2 separate regions of the Mus musculus genome follow, and region 1 is linked to region 2. The links are chromatin contacts, called in public HiChIP or PLAC-seq maps. All regions are on one chromosome and are shown on one strand. The core of a region is the stretch at or near the end of the contact, and the rest is flanking DNA. Distances in the headings are between cores, read along the strand shown. Region 1 has its middle 40 kb from the start of Gm38577. Region 2 has its middle 59 kb from the start of Ccl1.

Evidence for each region. HiChIP or PLAC-seq counts read pairs in DNA pulled down with a chosen protein or histone mark.
Region 1: a RAD21 HiChIP or PLAC-seq map of pro-B cells shows a contact between it and region 2, with 2.8 times the contacts expected there. The contact joins two enhancer-like sites. A contact is called at or near these places in 2 of 15 datasets of contacts at CTCF or cohesin (large pre-B cells and pro-B cells) and 1 of 484 Hi-C or Micro-C datasets (trophoblast stem cells).

The regions. Positions count from the first base shown.
Region 1 is chr11:82,344,593-82,349,914 of GRCm38.p6, forward strand. No RefSeq gene overlaps it. Among named protein-coding and RNA genes, the nearest start is that of Gm38577, 40 kb to the right of the region's middle. Within about 2 kb of position 1,414, at least 3 of the 459 cell types and tissues checked have an H3K27ac peak or open chromatin away from gene starts, as enhancers often do. A contact at or near this core is called in pro-B cells, where this site is marked.
Region 2 is chr11:82,236,209-82,241,360 of GRCm38.p6, forward strand. No RefSeq gene overlaps it. Among named protein-coding and RNA genes, the nearest start is that of Ccl1, 59 kb to the left of the region's middle. Within about 2 kb of position 3,448, at least 9 of the 459 cell types and tissues checked have an H3K27ac peak or open chromatin away from gene starts, as enhancers often do. A contact at or near this core is called in pro-B cells, where this site is marked.

The DNA.
Region 1 (5,322 bases), core at 164-2,663, 110 kb after region 2:
ATAATGGTCCGGCTTATGATGTAAGATTCAAAAGGATATGCTCACACGGCCTTATGTGGTTCTATCCTAGCACACCCCATTCCTACTCAAATCCTCAAGAGATGTGGGTAATCCTACTGCAGGCCCAAAATGTTCTAAAGCAAACAGGCAGATCATTTTTCCTGTGTGCATTAATAATTTAGGCTTCACACCAAGTTTCCAAACTGGATTGAAACTGGATTGGCTTGCGGGGGCTAAAGTGGAAATGCCTCAGACCCATATACTTTAAAGGAAACTTCTTTTAATTAGTTTTCTTTGAACATAGCACAAAGGTCTTGTTTGACAGCAAGGCCATTTCTTACCATCTCGAAATTGCTTCCATGTTTATCGGTGACATTGGTTTTCACTTTGGAAATAAGACCGTGACTGCACAAGCCAGCAGGGTCACATGATTGCTGTTTCTTCCCTAGAGGCCTGTGTCATCTCTCTGGTCTGAAGCCCAACCTGAGGATCAAAGTCATGGGACAAAGGGAAAACAGAGTCATTGTCAGAACTGTCTTCTTCTAGTGTGGCCCTGGCAAGGTGCCAGCGTCAGTGTCCTGGTCTCTGAGATGGGAATGCCGAGAGACCACTGTGAGGGACTTCATGAGGTGGTGGCTGTCACCTGGCCAGTGCATAGCACATGATCGTGACTTTAGCAAAGATGGTGATGAGAACCACACTGGGTCCTGTTTGGGTTGGAATGTGGCACATGGTCCCCAACTGGTAGCACTGGTTTTGAAGGGTGAGACCCTTAGGACAGGGGTCCAGCTATACATAGAAGCCAAAAGGCCAAAACTCCCTCAAGAGTACCTGAAGCCTACAGAGGATGGCTAGAGAACTCTGGATCAAATATTTCCACTTTATCCTTCACAAATGTAGGACCAGTAAGGGGACCCCAGCCACAGCAGAAAGATATTGTTTCCTTGGGCATCGATTTCATCTCATCAGGATGGATGTCAGGCAGGGGTGCTGTTTCTGAGAGGCACGAGGGATGAAGGGTTGGGTAAGGGAAGAATCCCAGCAACACTAACTCAGTGCTAGCTGGGAAGGAAGGGGATGGCTCAGGACAAGCCATCAGGAATCATCCCCACTCTCCATACCACCTCCTCATGGGGCGGTGGGAGGGCTGAGTGTGACCCTTGTGGCACAGGAAGTGAGAGCAGACTTCCAGCTCCCTCCTCATCCATCTGAGGAGCCTGCGATTTAATCTGCAAGTGACAGGTTGCTGCAGCTTTGAGTCACAGGGGGCCGTTCTTTTGTTTGTTTATTTCCCTTTGGAAGCCTGTCTGCTCAATAATTCAATTCAACAAGCCCTGCTTAAGCCCGACCTCATTCTACAGGGTTGTGCGGGGCACTGGAGGGGATGGGAAAATAAACATAAATAAGATCTTATTCTTGCTCTCAGGGAACTTCCTGTCTTGCCAAGGAGGGAGTTAGACAACCATCTGGAGCCCTACTCCCTAGAGGAAGACGATGGTCAGTATCAGAAAAGCAAAAACAACTGCCCGGTGTGCCTGGAGTTGCTTATGGGATGTTGACGAATAATATTCAAGTCTGTCTGCTCTGTGACAGGGCTAAGAAAAAAAATCCCAATTTTTTATTAACAAAGAAAACAAAAGCAAAGATTCTGTGTGATGTATGATTGGCAGGGAAAGGCATCAGCAATACCCATGCAGGCCCCTGAGAGGCACCCGCCTCCTCTCTTTCACCATCTCTATACACACATCTCTTACTGGTCAGGTGTCAGGCAAGTCAAGATCAGTACAATAACTGACGTATCCAGGCCAGGAGAAACTGCGACCTCAGAGCCAGGAGCCAGGTGGCAAACTCAAAACTCATTCTCTATAACCGAAGAGAGAGACATACTCTATCCTCCTTCCAAAGCCTTGGTTTTCCCATCTGTACTATGAGCTGCTAAGATGGGATGCGTGAGCTCTCAGTTCTGTTCCTGGTTGTTTTGGGAGGGTTCCCTCAAGGCCTCTGCAAGGATAGGCCCACCACACCCCCACCACAGTCAGCACAGCTCAGCTCTTATCTATATATAAGCCTAGTGTCTGCTTAATGTTTCTCTTTGAAGCCAGGGTTTTGAGGTTAAAAATAAATGGAAAATGACTAGATTGGCTGTCCTCTGAGGCCTGCTTTGGCTTTGACATTCTACTTCCCGTCCTTGAATCTATTTCTTGAGTGCCTACTGGAAGGCAGGCCTGATGCTGGCCTGTGGGGTTTGGCTGAGGTGCAGGGTACCTTCTCAGGCCTTTCTCATAACCTCAGTGTGAGGAATGCTGTCATTCAAGGTGGCTCCTTTCAGAGAAGCCACTGGGAAGTATACGGAGGTAGGAACACTTCCCGAGGGCCTTCACTTGCCCCCAGGCAGGACAGCATCCAAACCACTTCTGAGCAATGGCCTAGTAAGGTTACTCTCCCCAAAGTGAGAGACCACCATTATCTACCACTCCAAACCAGCACCTCAGTCATAAGAACACAAAAACACTGGGAGATATGTTATGGTTTAAATATGAAGCACCCTTTACATGCTCATGTTTTGAACACTTGGTCTCCAGCTGGTGGCTCCATTTGAAAATAGCTATAGAGACTTTGGGAGGTAGTCACTGGCCCTTGGGGATGTGTTATCCTTAGCCACTCCCGGCCTCACTCTCTGCTTTCTGGTTGTGAGCATGGCATGCGCCATATGTTTCCTGGGCCATGATTCCAGCAGCTCCACCACACCTTCCCACCTTGGAGGATTGAAAGCTTTTGAGACCATGAGCCAGAATCAACCTCTTTGAGTTGTTCCCATGAAGAATTAGCCTCACAATCACACAGAAGTAACTAGTGCAGGTGCCCACTCCCATGTGTGGTAACACTGTAACCTTGGCCTTCTGAAGTCCATTGAACACTTGAGAGACCAGAGACTTGGAACTAGGTTGTGACCTGCTCAAGTTCAAGGAACTGAACCTTCTTCCTTTTCCCCCTTGGCTGGAGACCCTCTACAATAGCGGTTCTCAACTTTCCCAATGCTGTAGCCTTTAATACAGTTCCTCATGCTGTGATGACCCCCAATCATAGTTATTTCCACTGCTACTTCATAGCTATGTTTTTTTTTTGCTACTGTAATGAATCATAATGTAAACAGCTGATATGCAGGATTTCTGATATAAAACCCTGTGGAAAGGTCATTGACAGCGCCCCTCCAACGCCTAAAGGGGTCATGACCCACAGGTTGAGAACTAGTGCACTACAATCTTTACTAAATATCTGCCTGTCTCTCCTGCATTCTGCCATGAAGGTCAAAAGAATTGACTATTGGTCCAGGGTGGGGCCAGAGTGTCACACAAAGTCTTGAAGCCAATAAGGTGGCAGCAACAGAAACCCAAGAGGGAACCTTTGAGAAGTAAGGCTGAGATTCCCATTATCCCGCACTTCGTTCCCCCGTGCTTCCTATACCAGCCTGGGCAGGCTACTGTCTCGTACCCAGATTTGGGGTATCCCCTCCAGCCAACAGGTCAAGGTGGGTGTCTATGACTTTGCAAATCACTGGGGCTGAGTGGGAGGGGTGTGTTGACTGGAAAAGATCCACCTCACCAGTACACTGCCCTTTCATAGTGTTCCAGAGATATAAGGAGCCTGCAGACCCTCCTTATAGTGGCTCCTAAAAATGGCTAAAAACTAGCGATCAAACAGACCTGAGGGTTGGTTCTCGGCCCTCCATTTGTTAGCAACTTGACCTGGAGTAAACTGTCAAGTCTCCATCTCAGCCTCTTCTGCTAAATAGTGGATAATAGTACATGGCAAGACTGCCCCCTTCTTTTAAAGATTGCTGTGCGGTTTTAATTCTAGTTTCTGGTTTCCGCTGTGACCCATATGCTCACAGCTGGAGTCACGTGGCTGGAGGAGACCTCCCGTCTCTTCTCTAAGATGAACACTTTCAACAGCTTCGTTAGGACATAAACCACACATCACACAAATCTCCCACTTACAACGCACGCTCCAGTGGCTTTTAGTGTATCCACGGACTTTCCCATTCATCACTACCATCAGTTCCAGATCACTGTCACGACTCCCCTAGAAATCCTCACATCCTAAGCTATCAATTCCCAGGTCCACATCCCCCTACTCCCAGGCCAGCCCTGACCAGTCAGCTGGCACAGAGCAATCTGCTTTTTTCTCTATCAATATGCTTACTCTGGACCATTATATTAATGATACCACACAATATGGGAGCCTTTATGACTGGCTTCTTCCCTTTCGAAAAGTGTTCTCAAGCTTCACCTATATGCCATAACTTATATTAATGTCTTTTCTTTCCTCCTTCCTTTCCTCCCACCCTTGCTTCCTGGCACTAGGCAGCTATACCATATTTTACTTATTCTCCATCATTTGGTAGACAGTTGGGTTATTTTCACTTTCTTCCCTTTGTATGTGTATATCTTCACAAAAGCAAGGTGTGTGTGTGTGTGTGTGTGTGTGTGTGTGTGTGTGTGTGCGCGCGCGCGCGCGCACATGCACACATACAGAGGCCAGGGGTTTATGTTCAGTGCATTACTCTATTGCTTATTGTTGTAAGTCAGGGTCTCCCACTGAACCCAGAGCTTGTCAGCTTGGCTAGACTGGCTAGTGAACCCCAAAGATCCTCATTTCTCTGCTTCCTCATCTGTGAGGCTATAAACATGTACCTCCAAAACAATCTTTCTTGGGGTGAATGTGGATCCTTACGTTTGTGTGACAAGCACGCCACTGAATGAGCCATCATTCAGTGAAATAAGCAATAGACCCTATTTCTGCTTTTTGACTATCGCAATTAATGATATATGAATCTACATTCACAAGTCGTTACTTACAGTTTTGGTTGTGAGCCTAGCCTTTAATGGCTGAGCCGTCTCTCCAGCCTGCAAAAATCGTATGCCATCACTTCTCTTAGCATAGGATCGCAGGGGGGACCAAATGAGGAGCTGCCTTGTGTTTCCTGAAGCAGCTCCGTTGCTCGTTACTCGTTACTCGACGACTTTACTCCCCAAGCCCACCACCCACCCTCCACCCCACCCCCTCTGCTCCTGGTCTCTAGCTCAGAAATTGCCTCACAAGTGGTCAAAAGCAATACCACTTCCTCTTCCCTTGTTTACAAATCTGTATCCTTAACCTCCAGCTTTTGTTAACACTGTGAAAGTCCTCCTGCTGCTCTGGTTCTGGGTTCAGTGCAGAGTTCTTTTCCCTGGTTCCTGTCACATGGTGGACTCAAGGTTCTCCCATCAAAACACTCCTGGGGACCAAAAAGTCATCTTAGGAGGCGCATGACACCTCCCT
Region 2 (5,152 bases), core at 2,198-4,697:
CCTTCCTGAGCTGTCTGTCTCCCACTCCATCCTACTTGGCCTTCACCCCCATAGCAGTTATAGCAAGATGAATGGGTGGGTGGGAGGAAGGATGGAAAGATTGAAGGATGGATGGATGGATGGAAGGAAGGAACAACAAACAAATGGATAAATTGATAGATAATCATGGACAGGTAGGGGTTAGATGTACATAGACATATGGGTGAATAGATAGATGGATGGTGGCTATGGTGGCTACATGGATGGGTGAGCAGGTAGACACATGATGAGTACATGCAAAGGTGGGTGGGTGGAAGGGTGGATAATACTTCTCTTTCTCATTCATTGTTTTTCTTAATTCTCCAGTGGTAGCCTCCAGGGAATGAGTGAGGGTTTAGTCTCCTTTGATTCTGCAGCCCTAGAGCATGGTGCATGATGTCTGTTAGATGGTTGTGGGAAGATGAAGGAGTAACAGCAAGTTCTGAGCTGAGTCAGCTAAGGAGAACTGCATGATGGGATAGACAGGTTTTCTCATGCAAGCATCCTCCTCCAAGAAGTGGCCTCTGCCATTCAAACCAGACGACAGAATCACAAAATCCTGATTGGAAAAAAAAAAATGGGGCTAGAAAAAGGTATTTGCTGGCCCTGTTATTTGTGAGAAGGCAAACTCTGCACCCAAAAGTGAGGCTTAAATCCCAGCTTTGAACTTCAATTCCAGTGAGATGACAGAAGAGTCTCTCAAAGCCTCTGTAACTTTGTTTCAGAACTGGAAACAGTAGCGATAATATCAGATCACTGAGCCACCTGCCCAGCAAGCCCAGGTGCTCGTTCATCATGCAGGTCCCTTGACAGAGGTCTTCTATGCAAGGTACCTTCTACTGACTCAGCTAACGCCCAGCCTTCACTCAGAAGCTTGCCTGAATCGTGCTCTGGTAAGGTGTCCTGGGATCTCTGTCAGGGTGTACCTCAGCCCTTTCAATGGCTGTTCCCCCGGGATCTACACCTTGCGGATGGAGCTGTGTCTGGCTTCATCTCCCGACATTTTCAGTCCCTTACGGAGAACAGACTCTCACTGGAGAGAGTCCCTGTCTGTCTGATTTCTCTGCAGCCTCCGAGCCTGCCACACTCGAGTCTACATTCTCCCTCTGTCCATCCCCAGCCACCCTACAACCAAAGCTGAAGCCCATCTCCCAAGGCTTCAGTAGTGACTACCCAAGACATGCAGGGAAATGGACCCTGGTGTCTGGGGACCAAAACAGAACATATAACAAGGGAGGTCCAAGCTGTGGCCAGCAACAATGGGGGGAAGGTGGGGCACACAGAGTGACCAGCCAAAAAGATTGCATCCTTGGAGCTGCGGCCAGCAGCAGCAGAGCCTGGAGACATCAAACCTGCCAGCTAAAACGCCCCATGAATATTTAACAGCCATCAATATTTAATTAGTGCAGACAGATTAACTCTGAAATCACACACTGGGGCTAGGCTCCTCAGTCCTAGAGGGGGTGGGGGGGTGCGGAGTAAGTCCTGAGAGATGGCCCTGTTGTCCGCCATGAGGTCCCAATACCACCTTTCTCTCTCACCTCCACAAACCACCACACACACACACACACACACACACACACACACACACACTTACACTCACACCCCGCCCTGCATAAAGTGAGCAGCAATTGGAACAGCCAGAGAGCAGGAGAAACCAGGAGGTCTGTGTCTCAGGAGAAGGCAGGGACAGTGGAGTGAGGGTTGTGCCAGTCAGAAAGACCCAAACTGAGGCTCCTTCCACTTTGCATCCCCTCCAGCTCGGCTGGGGCCGCTCTGGACCTGGCCTGGCTTCAGGAGCAGGTGTGGGTGTGTAATTACCTTTGCGCCTTGGCGGGCCTGGATTAAGCTGTTTATTGCCTCGGCAGTAACACGGGGAGTCTTTTATCCCTTCAGTTTCTTTGAGTTTTATCACATCTTAGGCCACTTTTCCATTTAATGGAGTGTCCCAGTTCATCAAGTGCCTGGCCAACGCCTTTTAAACAAACAAGCAAGCAACATTTGGTAGGAGCTTTCGAAATGTCAAGGCTAGACCTGGGCTTTGCCTCTGAACACATCACCCTCACTTTGCGCTCCCAGGTCCATCCAGGCTGTACTTCCTGTCTTGGCTGCTGCTACCTCCTCCAAGGCCTGCCTCAGGGAACTTTTCCTCCAGGACACCTTCAACAACTTCCTTGTTTACACTCATGTTTGCTTCCCTGTTTCGCCGAGGCAAAGCTCCTCGAAGACAGAAATTCAAACTTCTGCATGCATCCTGCCTGACAGGGAAGGGGATGCTCATTTGTTTCCAGGTTAATAAACTTGAAGTGAAAAGAGGTTTTACTGAGGAGCTGGGAGGGCACACTATGTGCATGACTGTGGGAGCTATGAGGGCACACTATGCACATGACTATTTATCAGTTGGCTGCTGATACAAAACAACCACAAGTCCCCAGTGGTTTGTATCAATGAGTATTTGGTATCTAGGGTATATTCAACCAAGCTGACTTGGAACTGATCTAAATTCAGCTGTGCAATTATCCACTGGGCCACAGTAGCTAAGCAGCCCCGTCCCCCCCCCCCCCACTAAAGCAGTGGTTCTCAACCACTTGAGAGATCCTCTCAGCCTCTCTCACTTGAGAGAGCTCACAGTCCCTTGGAGAGGATCAAATAACTCTATCCTAGGGGTGGCTTAAGACCACCAGAAAACATATTGTTTACATTAGGACTCATAACAAGAAGCAAAATTATAGCTATGAAGGAGCAACAAAAATAATTGTATGGTTTTTGTGGTTGGGGGTCACCATGATGTGAGGAGCTATATTAGAGTTGCAGCATTAGGAAGACTGAGGACCACTACTTTAGAGGATGGAGCTGGAGCTCCTATCCTCTACCCCAGACGGTGGGCTGGCCAGGACATAGGCATCGCACAGCAGTGAAGGGGAACAAGAGGGATGCCTGGCCACATAAACCCACGTCATGCCCATGTTTGTGTGGCATTGCTAATATATTGCAGACCAGGACTTGAAAAGCCCAGTGGGGAAGCCTGGAAGCCTGGTCCTCACACAGCAGAGCCATAGAAGGGAGCAGGTAGGGTGCTCAGAGAAGGGACCAAGGTTTTGACTGACCACGTGGGGTTCCCATCACACGGCACAGGACCCCAGAGTGATGAGGCCCCGGGAGGGATGGGATCAGAACTGTTCAGTTCTACACACTTTATTCAACTTCACCCTGACCCAGTAAAAGGAACACCTGCATTAACTACCCAGCAGCAGGGACAGGAAATGATGTGAGCCCTTGAGTGACAGCCCAGAAGGCAAGCTGAGGGTCAGAGCTAAGGCTGAGGAACAGAGTAAAGTCAACTTTGGACACCTGCTCGCTCTAGGTAAGGGTGACGTGGGGGTGGGGACAGACCAGTGTCTCTTCCTGCTGGTGACTCTTTCCTGTCCCCACCCTCCTGAGAGTGTCATTGCTGGTCAACCTCTACCCACTTCTTTCTCCTCAGTGTGGAAACTCTGAAACCTTCCCTCTGAACCTCGAGTCAGTCAGTGCCATTAAAAACACCAACGCTTTGGGGCAGAGGTGTGACTAGAAGGAGGTGGCTGGCAGGTAGGAGACTCTCTCTCCATAAAGCCTGGAACCAGATACTGAGAGTTAGCCAGTATAGCTGGATAATACAAAAGAGCCTTTATTGGGATCAGAAATGCATGGGTTCCAATCATGCTCCCCCCACCCCACCCCCATTGGCAAGTTGAATAACTAAGGCAACACATGAACTCTCTGATCCTCCAAGTTCTTGTATGTAAAATGGGTTATCATAACCTTGTGCAGTGCTGTGAGGGGTGCCCCAAAAGCTAGAAGAACATACCTGTAAGGCACCCAGCATGGTGCAAGGGCCAACACAGGACCTCAACATGGGCAACATATTGGCTACTTTCCTTTTGCGTGTTTTTGAGGCTCAACTGTGGATTCTCTCTGTGTGTCTGTCTCCCTCTCTGTCTCTGTCTGTCTGTCCAGCGCTCTTTCTGTCTCTGTCTCTGTCTCTGTCTCTGTCTGTCTCTGTCTCTCTGTCTCTGTGTGTGTGTGTGTGTGTGTGTGTGTGTGTGTGTGTGTGTATGTGTGTGTTAGGAATCTTCAAGGCCTTGCTACCTCCAAACCCGCCCCCAAAATGCATATAGTTAAAATACCTGCCAAGGATTTAATAACTTCATCAACTAATTCTCTCCAGATCCAAGGTCTATATCCGGCCAGGGCGGTTTGAAGCCCACAGACATGACCCAATTGTTCTAAGAATCCACCCCTCCCCTTCATCAGCTCTACAGACAAGGCTCCTGTCCATTTCCAATTACCCATCCCTCGGAATTTTTTTTTTCTTCTTTTCCTTGTTAAAGACCAATTTTACAAAGCACTTCAGCGGCTCAGCCGTTTTTATCATCATCATTAATTTTATTTCCCTTCTCATTTATTAATGGGCCAGGCAGCTTTCAAGTATCTCTCTTGCCCTGGTGTATTTGTGAAATGCCCTTCTCATTCCCTCTGGCGGTCCTGGGGCTCTCCACAGCCTGCATTTCTTCCCTTGGCTGCCCTTCTGTCTCCCCGAAGCCTTTGCTGACTCCAGATCTTTCTTGCTGGGCACCCGCCTATCTTCTGCCACCCGCCATATCTCCCTCTCTATGCTTAGTGCAGGTCTGGCCCCGGGAGGTCTCTCTACTAGGGCTCACAGGGCTCCATCCATAACTGGGGTGCCAGTTAAGCTGCACACACTCTGGAAGCAGAGGGACCCACTTTGTCCATCCTGGCAGTCAGAAGGAAGAAAGCAGAGGCCCACAGATTCTCTCTGCACACTACCACCTTTTTCCAGTACCTCTAAGAAAACTCCATGAGGAGCCTCCATTCAGGAACTTCTTAAATGGCATGATTGAGATGTGATCAACACAAGAAATTCACCCATTGTAACTGTTTATGCATTACATTCAACATTTTCGGGGGCAGCCTACATGAAAGAACTTGGAAGAGGGAAGCCTTGCTTTTTGCTTGCTTGCTCCCATTCTCACTGCAAGAACGTTTATCCTGAGAGATCCTTTCATCTGTATCTGAACTAAAGACTTTGGATCCCAATGTAGACTGGAGACTGGCAGCTCTTTAGGGATCCTCC